2 separate regions of the Sus scrofa genome follow, and region 1 is linked to region 2. Evidence: chromatin contacts called from public HiChIP or PLAC-seq data. All regions are on one chromosome and are shown on one strand. The core of a region is the stretch at or near the end of the contact, and the rest is flanking DNA. Distances in the headings are between cores, read along the strand shown.

Region 1 (4,359 bases), core at 151-2,650, 49 kb after region 2:
CTTCTAAAAGAAAGGTGTCTTTAGTCCCATGTTCCAAGTACACTTGTATATAAACATGTAAAAGAAAATGACAAAATAGAAATGTCCACTTTTAGGTTCTATATATGAATAGAAGTAAGTTTTAGATTTTTTTTTACTAAACTTACTTGTTTTTAAAGCAAGCATCATCTTTATGATTATTCTCCAGGTTAACTGCCTTTAGGATTATTCATAACAATGTCAGCCATTCTTTCACCATCAGATACACACACACACTATATATGTGTGTGTGTGTGTGTGTATGTGTATATATATGCGTGTATATAACACTTCTATGATATAACATGAAAAAGATCTATTGTAAGCTTTTTCCTTAAATTATCAACATTGTATAATTCCTGAAGTACTTTCAAAGGCAGCCCTCTTTAACCTTCTCAATCAGATATTCAATTTGGAGAATTTTTTTTATTAGCTAGAGTTGAATTCAAAAACCAATGGAAATGCAAAATTTCAATCATGTCACAGAGTTAGATTTGTCTTTTATGCCACGAGCCAACTTCTGCCTGTCGAGTCTTTGTGTCTTCACAGGGCCTTGATCATTAAGAGAGGCTCAGATACCTGCTGAGCGAAGGTACCTCTCACGTGCCAAGCTCTCAGCCCATCAGCGTGAACAGGGGGCAGTTCCCTAGTCGGCACCTTCAGGGCGTGTCCAGCTGACACTGCTGAGTCACAGCACAGGGGAAGTGTGACCATGAGTGAGGGTGGCCAGGACGCCTCCTGGATGTCACTGATCTGTGCTCTGTAATCCTGACTCATACAGACACAGGGCCATGAGCCGTCAGGCATCTGCCTTTGAACTTCATAACCTCGCACTCCTCGTGCTTTCCTGGGGCCCAGAGCCACCCGGTCTAGAGGTGCGGAGTGATGAGGAGAAATGAAGGGAACATAATCTTGGCTATCAAACTAGACTGTGTAATCTTGGAGGAAATATATGAGAATTCTTTTAAAATTCTCAAGTGTTACAGGAATGTCACTCTAGTAAAATCAGCAGCCCCCTCCCTCTTTACAAAAAAGTCTTTTCCTGGCTGGACAGAAATTTCCCAAGTATAAGAAGAAACCACGCTTTCGTGATTAAGTCATCAGCGGCCATTTGATGATGCTCCTCGTGTCATTTTGTCCCTGTGTTGGGAGAATCGGGGTATGTGAGGGATGTGGGCCATCAGTCCTTCCCTGACCCATGTCTGTAGGACACATGGACCCAGGGTCTTGGTGGTAGTCAGAGAGCTGCTTTGTGAGAGTTCTGCTGGGGGTCCCGAGTGGGGACTGAACTGGAACATTCGGGGAGCTCAAGATCACCCTGACCGCAGCACAGGTGCCCGGGTCTCTGACTCACTCACTGCCTGCCTGAAACCCTGAGTTGCACAACTCAAACCAGGGAAGTCTCCCCATGTCTGGTGGAGGCCAGAGGCAGTTGCTTAGCAACACACTCAGATGTTTTATTTACTTTTTCATTTCATGGGAAGTTTTCACAGAAGGAGGATTCATTAGAGCACACTTGTAAATCTCTTTCTATCTTTTCTTTTCTGGCTGCAGGCAATCATACTCCAGACTGGCTACCCAGTTAGCCAAAGAGGAAAAAAATATTTTAGGCCTCGGGCTTTGGGAAACCAGGGTGTTTGGCAACTGGATAGTTACTGAGCTTCTTTTGAGCTTCACACCCACACCCACACCCTCGGCACAAGGTATCCTTGTCACTGGAAATCCAGTCAGGATAGAGGGCGAAGTTCACCCACCACCCTGCAGAGCTGGTCACAGGGCTGAAACAAGGGCAGGTAATTCAGCTGAGGTGAGCGGAAGCCTTAGGTCTTCCTAATTATACCCACAAAGGAGGGAGTCTCCAAAAGAGGGCACCCCACTCTTTCCAGAGCAGCTGTGCTTCCTTCCAGGTGTGACCCACATCTCAAAAGTCAGGACAGAGGTACAAGGACCTGTCACCTTGGATGAACACTGGTACAACTCCACGGGGTCATAGGGTCATGGGAACGTGACCTTGATGCTTCATGTCACAACACTTTACATGCCTAAGCCATTGAAGGGAAGGGCAAAATCTTATGGAAAATTACTAGTTCATTGCTCAAACAGTGGAGCTAGAATTGGCCATGGTTCATGTTAAAGGGGAAAGTATTCATAGTAGGAACATTTAAGTATACGTATAACACTTAAAGTGTAATATATGTTAGATACACAATGCATATTATATAATATATATTTGAGTAGATAGAAATATATATATGTATATATGTATGCCTTGCTCATAAGGCTTGAGTTAGCTTACAATAAGACACACAGGAAACAAAATATAAAACAACATCAAGTGTAGATGAGGTAAAGTAAGGCTGCACGTACATCTGTCAACATTTCAACAATGGCTGTAGGTGAACTTGACCTTTAACTGGAGCCTCCCAGCAGCCTGGTGGAAAATGAACTCTCTTCAGCTTCTCTTTTACATGGGCTGGGGGAGCACAGCCACTCCCTCCATGTCAGCTGTGTGGTTTAGGGATGTACTTGCTTATCTTTCTGTGATGTGGTTTGCTCTCAAGCATGAAGGGCTGATGGCAGACCTGCCCGTGAGTAACATACGAGCTGACACACGTGGGTTCACAGGACCCTGCCATCGGCCACAGTGAGTGTTGGCTGTTGCCGTCAGACACCTGTCTGCGTGCTCCTCCAGGGAAGCAAAGCCACAGTTAACAAACTGCAAGAACTTTTCCCTGTTCCGATTTTTATCACAGATGATCACATGGTGGCCAGTGACCTCGAGATATTTTTTTAGCAAATTAGTGATTTATTCCACATGCAAATGGTAATAAACTGGATAATAAGCTTCCTTACAGCTCAGCCCATTCAAGGCCCACATCCCCACCTATGACCTTGTGTGCCTTTCCCGCCACAGCCAAGGCAGCATGGTGTCCTGTGGCTCCAGCTTCAGGGCAGGCACCCCTTCGTGGTGGGAGGGCCTCTGAGAACGCATGCAGCCTCAGATAACGCGGCCAAGTCAGAAGGAGACTCTCTGCCAGGACAGATATTTCCCCTGAGAATTCTCACATTAGCCTTTAAAAAAAAAAAAAAAAAAAAAAAGTTGGATTTTTTTGTTTCCAAGACACTTCCTGGAGGGAGTCTCTTTGAGATCTATTTCAGGTAATATTTAAAATATTCCAGGAGTTCCCGTTGTGGCGCAGTGGTTAACAAATCTGACTAGGAACCATGAGGTTGCGGGTTCGGTCCCTGCCCTTGCTCAGTGGGTTAAGGATCGAGCGTTGCTGTGAGCTGTGGTGTAGGTTGCAGACGCGGCTCGGATCCTGCGTTGCTGTGGCTCTGGCGTAGGCCGGCCGCTACAGCTCCGGTTAGACCCCTAGCCTGGGAACCTCCATATGCCGCGGGAGCGGCCCAAAGAAATGGCAAAAAGACAAAAAGATTAAAAAAATGAAAAAATAAAATAAAATAAAATAAAATATTCCGATACCTGGATTGAGTTACAAAATGCAAAATGCTGTTTCCACTCAGTAAGGACCACAGGCAACTTCGTCTTTCCTTGCAGACCCCTCTTTAACTGTCCCTCCCAAATATAATCAGCTTCCTTCAAAAAGGATTGTTGCACAACTTTTCCTGAGAATATTTGACGGCTGCCTTAATTTATTGCTAATTATTACTCAATTGCTGCCTGAGGCCTGTTATTCACATCTAGACATGTGAAAGGATCAACACTGTGTGAGTGGGGTGGAGAAAAAAGCCACAGAGTCAAAACCACAAGTCGAGGAGTTCCTGTTGTGGCTCAGTGATAACGAACCCAACTAGGATCTGTGAGGACGCAAGGTTCAATCCCTGGCCTCATTCAGTGGGTTAAGGACCCGATGTTGCCAGGAGCTGTGGTGTAGGTCACAGACACAGCTTGGTCCCACGTTGCTGTGGCTGTGGTGTAGGCTGGCAGCTACAGCTCCGATTGGACCCCTAGCCTGGGAACCTCCATATGCTGCAGGTGGGGTTCCCCCCCAAAAAAAAAACACAGGTCGAAAGCTTTAAGGAATATTAGAAATCATCTTGTCCTCCCCCTCATTATGTAGGAGAGGGTTTGACTGCCAGGACAGTTAAGACGAGTCCCCAGACACAAAGGCAAGATTGCAGCCTGGGGCCCCTGGCCCTCCTCTGAGCCCCCTCCCCATCCCAGGAGAACAGTGGCTTGTCCTGGATGGTCCTTGGAGAACAGAAGAAGCTCTCATTTGCTAAATATGTCAAAACAGTAAAGCCTCATAACATATCATTACTTCTCTGTGTATTTGAGTGAATATTAGCAAGATTTTGTGTCTTTAAAGTGTGTATCTG
Region 2 (4,626 bases), core at 458-2,957:
TGCTATTTCACCTGATGAATCGTCCTGATGCCAGGGGATACCCTCCTTTGATATAACTACCCTATTATTATCTTCATTTGGGGGGGCAATGCCCATGGCATGTGGAAGTTCTTGGGCCAGGGATTGAACCCATGCCGCATCAGTGACAATGCCAAGTCCTAAGCAGCTAAGTCACCAGGGAACTCCTACTCTCATTTTCACTGACTAGGAAACCAAGGCACAGAGACTCACAGGTGCCTACAGGATTAAGTTCCAGGATCCTGCCACCAGCCCCTCTTTGCTGCCCTGCAGACTGACAGGACACCTTGCAAACCTCACAGAGCTGCCTTTGGTTTCTGTCTCTTTAAAATTCCACTGCTCCTGAGTGGCCACACCCAACAAAATATGCTTCCTCTACAGGATGATTGGACTGTCACATCTCTTTTAGTCACCCTGTCCTAACTTCCTCAGTGAAGTTGTCAGTAAGGAGAGTCAGTTTCCTAATTCCTTGGTACGATTTTTAGTAAGTAGTCATTAAGCACTACATAAAGGAGGACACTTCTATTGGTCCCTTGGAGCCACGGAAGGAAGCTTAAATCAGCCTGAGTTGGGGGCCCTAGGAGCTGGATTTAATGCACAGTAATTGTCAGCAGAGACCCTGATGGTCCTGCTGAGCAGAGAGGCTGGATGAGCAGGTTTCCAGTCTCTACCTTAACATGCAGCCACCAGGCTTTAGCCAGAGAGACAGAGCCAGTGGGAGATACACATGAGAGATGGATCGTGAGGAATTAGGGCTGGAGAGGCTGCCCAGGTAGGAGGCTGGAGCTCTCAGGTGTGAGCTGAGGCCTTGTCCAAAGGCAGAACCACCCTCATGTCAATAATTTAAAAATTCATAACTATACATCTGGACTCTGTGAATACCAGAGTAAATGTGAAGCTCTGTTATTTAAAAAAAAAAAATAGATGGATGCCTAGAGAATGAAGGTAAACAGACTTAGGTGAGGTATCTGGGATGTATAAAACATTCTCAAATTCAGCAAAACACAACAAACCACCTAGAAGAAAAAGATGTGAGTGACTAGGCTGGTCTAGTAAGACATGAAAAGATGCTTAACCCACTAGTTCTCAGGAAATTGAAAATCACAACATCGATGAGATAATTGTTCATATCCCTCGTGCTGGTGAAAAAAATTAAGTTCTGACTATATTGAGGGTTGGGGAAGATTTAGAGAAGTGAGAACTCACTTGATCATGAGTAGAATGCAAACAGGACCAGACACCTTAGAGAATAAGCCATAAAAGCTGAAGATGGATATTCCCTATGACCTCATTGTTTCACTCCTAAGTGTAGCCTCCAAAGAGAGCCTGGTCTGAGTGCCTAAGGCATATGCAAAGGTTGCTCACAGAAGCAATTAACATTTTTTTAAAATTTTGAGATAAATGTAGATTCACATGCAATTGTGAAAAATAATACTGAATGATCCATATAGTAACGTCTTGCAAAACTCTAGTCCGAATCACAACCGGGAAATTAACACTGAGAGCCCATCAACCATGTTGGGATTTCAGATTTCACCAGCTTACGTGCTCCCACGTGTCTGTGTGTAGTTTTATGTAATTTTCTCACGTGTGTAGAATTGTGTGACTACCCACAGGTAGGACAGTTCCATTACAGGCTGCCCTTTATGGCCACAGACAACTTCCCCCTTCCCCCTCCCTACGCCCTTGGCAACCACTGATCTGTTCCTCATTTTCTATAATTTCATCACTTTTTGAATGCTATATAAAGGGACCCATGCAATATGCACCCTTTTTTGATTAGCTTTTTTCTCTAAATGAAATTCTCCAAGTTCTTGAGTGTACTAGCAGCTCATTCTTTTGTGTTGCTGAGTAATATTCCTTGGAGTCGATGCTCTGCCCTCCATAGTTTTTTGGTTTTAACCATTCACCCTTTGAGTGAATGTTTGGGGCTATTTGAGTAAAGCTGTTGTGATCATCCTTATACATGGTTTCTTGTGAACATAGTTTTCATTTCTCTGGGATAAATGCCCAGGAGTTCCACTGCTGAGTCATATCCTGAAAGCATGTTCCATTTTATAAGAAAGTGCCCCACTCTTTTCCGGAATGGCTGGACCATTTTACATCCCCCCAGCAGGTGCGAGTGATCTGGGATCTCCAGGATAGCATCTGGCATTGTCATTGCTTCATTTGAGCTGTTCTAGCAGGTGTGCAAAGATGCTTCAGTGTGATTTTCATCTGCTTTTCCCTCGCGGGCAAAGATGCCAGTCTTTTCACATGTGCGTTTGCCATCTGTATATCCACAGGTGAGCGGCTTGATCTTGTCTTTGCCCGTTTCCTAATTGGATTATTTGGTCTTGTTAATTCCTTGTATGTTCAAGATAACAGTCCCAGTGGTTTGCCGTTAATCTGTCAGTTTAGCTTGTCTTCAGCTTCTCCACAGGGTCTTTTGCAGAGAGAATATTTTTTATTTCAATGAGATCCAGTTTACTAATTTTTTTCCTTTTATGGTCTGTGAGTGGGTGTAAAAATACAAGAACCCTTCACCTAGCCTGAGTCTGGAAGATTTTCTCCTGTTTTTTTTTTCCCCCGTACAAGTTTTATATTTTTATGCTTTACGCTGAAGTCTGTTCTCCATTTTGTGTTAATTTTTGTACAAGGGGAGAGGTTTGGGTAGAGGATTTTGGTTTTGTTTGGGTTTTGTTCCTACTTAGGAGTGTGACATTGTTCCATGGCTGTTTGGTGTAGGCCAGCAGCTGTACCTCCAACTCAACACCTCTGTATGCTGTGCATGAGGCCCTAAAAAGACAAAAAAGGAAAAAATAATTAAAAAATTAAAAGGATAGAGATTGGAAAGGAAGAAACAATACTTTCCCATTTACAGATGCACGAGTGTCTGCAAGAGGTTAGACTTCCTGTCACAAGAAGTCTAACCCCAACATCTCCTGGACTTGTGAGGAAGTTCACCAAGGCCTCAGGACACACATCAACACACAAAAGTCTTCTACATTGGTATCTGCCAACAACAAACATGTAGAAACTGAAGCTAAAATATGACGCCATTTAAAATGACTCCAAAGCAAAGGACATACTTAGGTATACCCTAAAAACACCCCGCTGAGTCAGAATCTGTGTGCTTAAAAAGACAAAACACCGATGAAAGAAACAAAAGATTAACCTGTGATCATGGCATGGAAGATCCCACACAGTAAAACTGTTCATTCTCCCCAAGTATGTCTATAGATCTGATGAAATTCCTATCAAAATTCCACCAAGGGTTTTGTAGACATAGACAAGCTTATTCTCAAATGTATGGATTGACGTGGGAGCTCGAACAGCTAACAGGACTTTGACAGGGAAGAAAGAAGTGGGGGGAATTGCTGTCCCTGGTGGTAAGGTTTACCCTCTGGCCACAGTAACGAGGACAGGGTGTCCTGGTGGAGAGACAGACACCTCCGTCAAGGGGACGGACCAGGGAACCCAGAGATAGACGCACATACATATATGGACACAATCTTTGACAAAGAATCTAAAGCAATTCTAGAGAGGAAGGATTATCTTTTCTGTTGTTCTCCTGCTTTTGGTTTCACTGGTTTCTGTTCTTTACTAGTTCCTTCCTTCTACTTTCTTCAGATATATTTAGCCTTTTTTATAAAAGTTTAATAGGTTAAACCTCAGATTATTGAGTTGAGACCTTTCTTCCTTTCCATGTCAGCATTTTAGCCCTATAAATTTCCCTCTTGGCACTACCCTGGCTTTGCCCATGTATTTTTTTTTTCCCCAAACTGTTTTAATGTTTATTAAATCGAGATTGAATGTGTCTAAGATCAGGTGAAAAAATGAACAAAATATGGTTAAGGTTCGATGGTTGATGGCTCCTAGTGAGTGAGAGAGCTGAGATTCAAGCCTGAGCTCTGCTCAGGCTCTGCATGGTGTTGGTCAGGTGGCAGCACAGGTCAAAATCAAAGCAATAGCATTGAGTGGAAAACAGCCAAGCTGCACATGAATAAATATAGCATCATTCTGTTTATTGAAAACTTTTAAATACACAAAAGAACACTACATGCTGTGATTACATGCAGATGTAATAAATACAGAAATCATGCAAATCGGGCTGTCTGCCAGCCCCGGGAAGCTGCTTACCTGTGTCAAGGGAGGGAGGGGTTTGTACGAAAGGGAGTTTGCTTTAATTTGAAACATATTTTAGGATTTTAGACAAAGAAGAGAATGTGTCACTTTTTTCAAAGGAAACTAAACCAGCCATGAATCATTTTCTGTACCATTTGTCATAATCAATCATTTATATTACAAATAAGTAAGCTGATGCTTATTTGGGGGCGGGGGAATGACACTAAAGATAATGAAATGATGGGAAAGCTGGGCAGGTGAATAGCCTCAAAGAAGAACCTGGAAATAGGTTGGGGTGAAGTTACTAAAATTAGGTAAAGGCAAGAGAAAGGAAGAAGACAGTCATGTGTAAAAGGAGTACAAGTAGGAAAACTGGAAGTGAAGATAAGCAGACTGACCTCAGCAGAGGCAGTGCTAAGGCTAAGACTGGGGGCGGGGAACAACACTCAGCCTGGGAATTCAGCATGGAGTCTGCTCCCTTTCTTCCAAGAACCCTTTACA

What was found. HiChIP or PLAC-seq counts read pairs in DNA pulled down with a chosen protein or histone mark.
Region 1: an H3K27ac HiChIP or PLAC-seq map of alveolar macrophages shows a contact between it and region 2. The contact joins two enhancer-like sites. A contact is called at or near these places in 1 of 5 promoter capture datasets (fetal liver), 16 of 47 Hi-C or Micro-C datasets (adipose tissue, alveolar macrophages, blood and 5 more) and 2 of 2 datasets of contacts at active chromatin or transcription factors (alveolar macrophages and skeletal muscle).

Annotation. Positions count from the first base shown.
Region 1 is chr1:147,619,836-147,624,194 of Sscrofa11.1, forward strand. No RefSeq gene overlaps it. Among named protein-coding and RNA genes, the nearest start is that of MBP, 28 kb to the right of the region's middle. Within about 2 kb of position 1,401, at least 25 of the 83 cell types and tissues checked have an H3K27ac peak or open chromatin away from gene starts, as enhancers often do. A contact at or near this core is called in alveolar macrophages and retroperitoneal adipose tissue, where this site is marked.
Region 2 is chr1:147,570,589-147,575,214 of Sscrofa11.1, forward strand. No RefSeq gene overlaps it. Among named protein-coding and RNA genes, the nearest start is that of MBP, 77 kb to the right of the region's middle. Within about 2 kb of position 1,708, at least 9 of the 83 cell types and tissues checked have an H3K27ac peak or open chromatin away from gene starts, as enhancers often do. A contact at or near this core is called in alveolar macrophages and retroperitoneal adipose tissue, where this site is marked.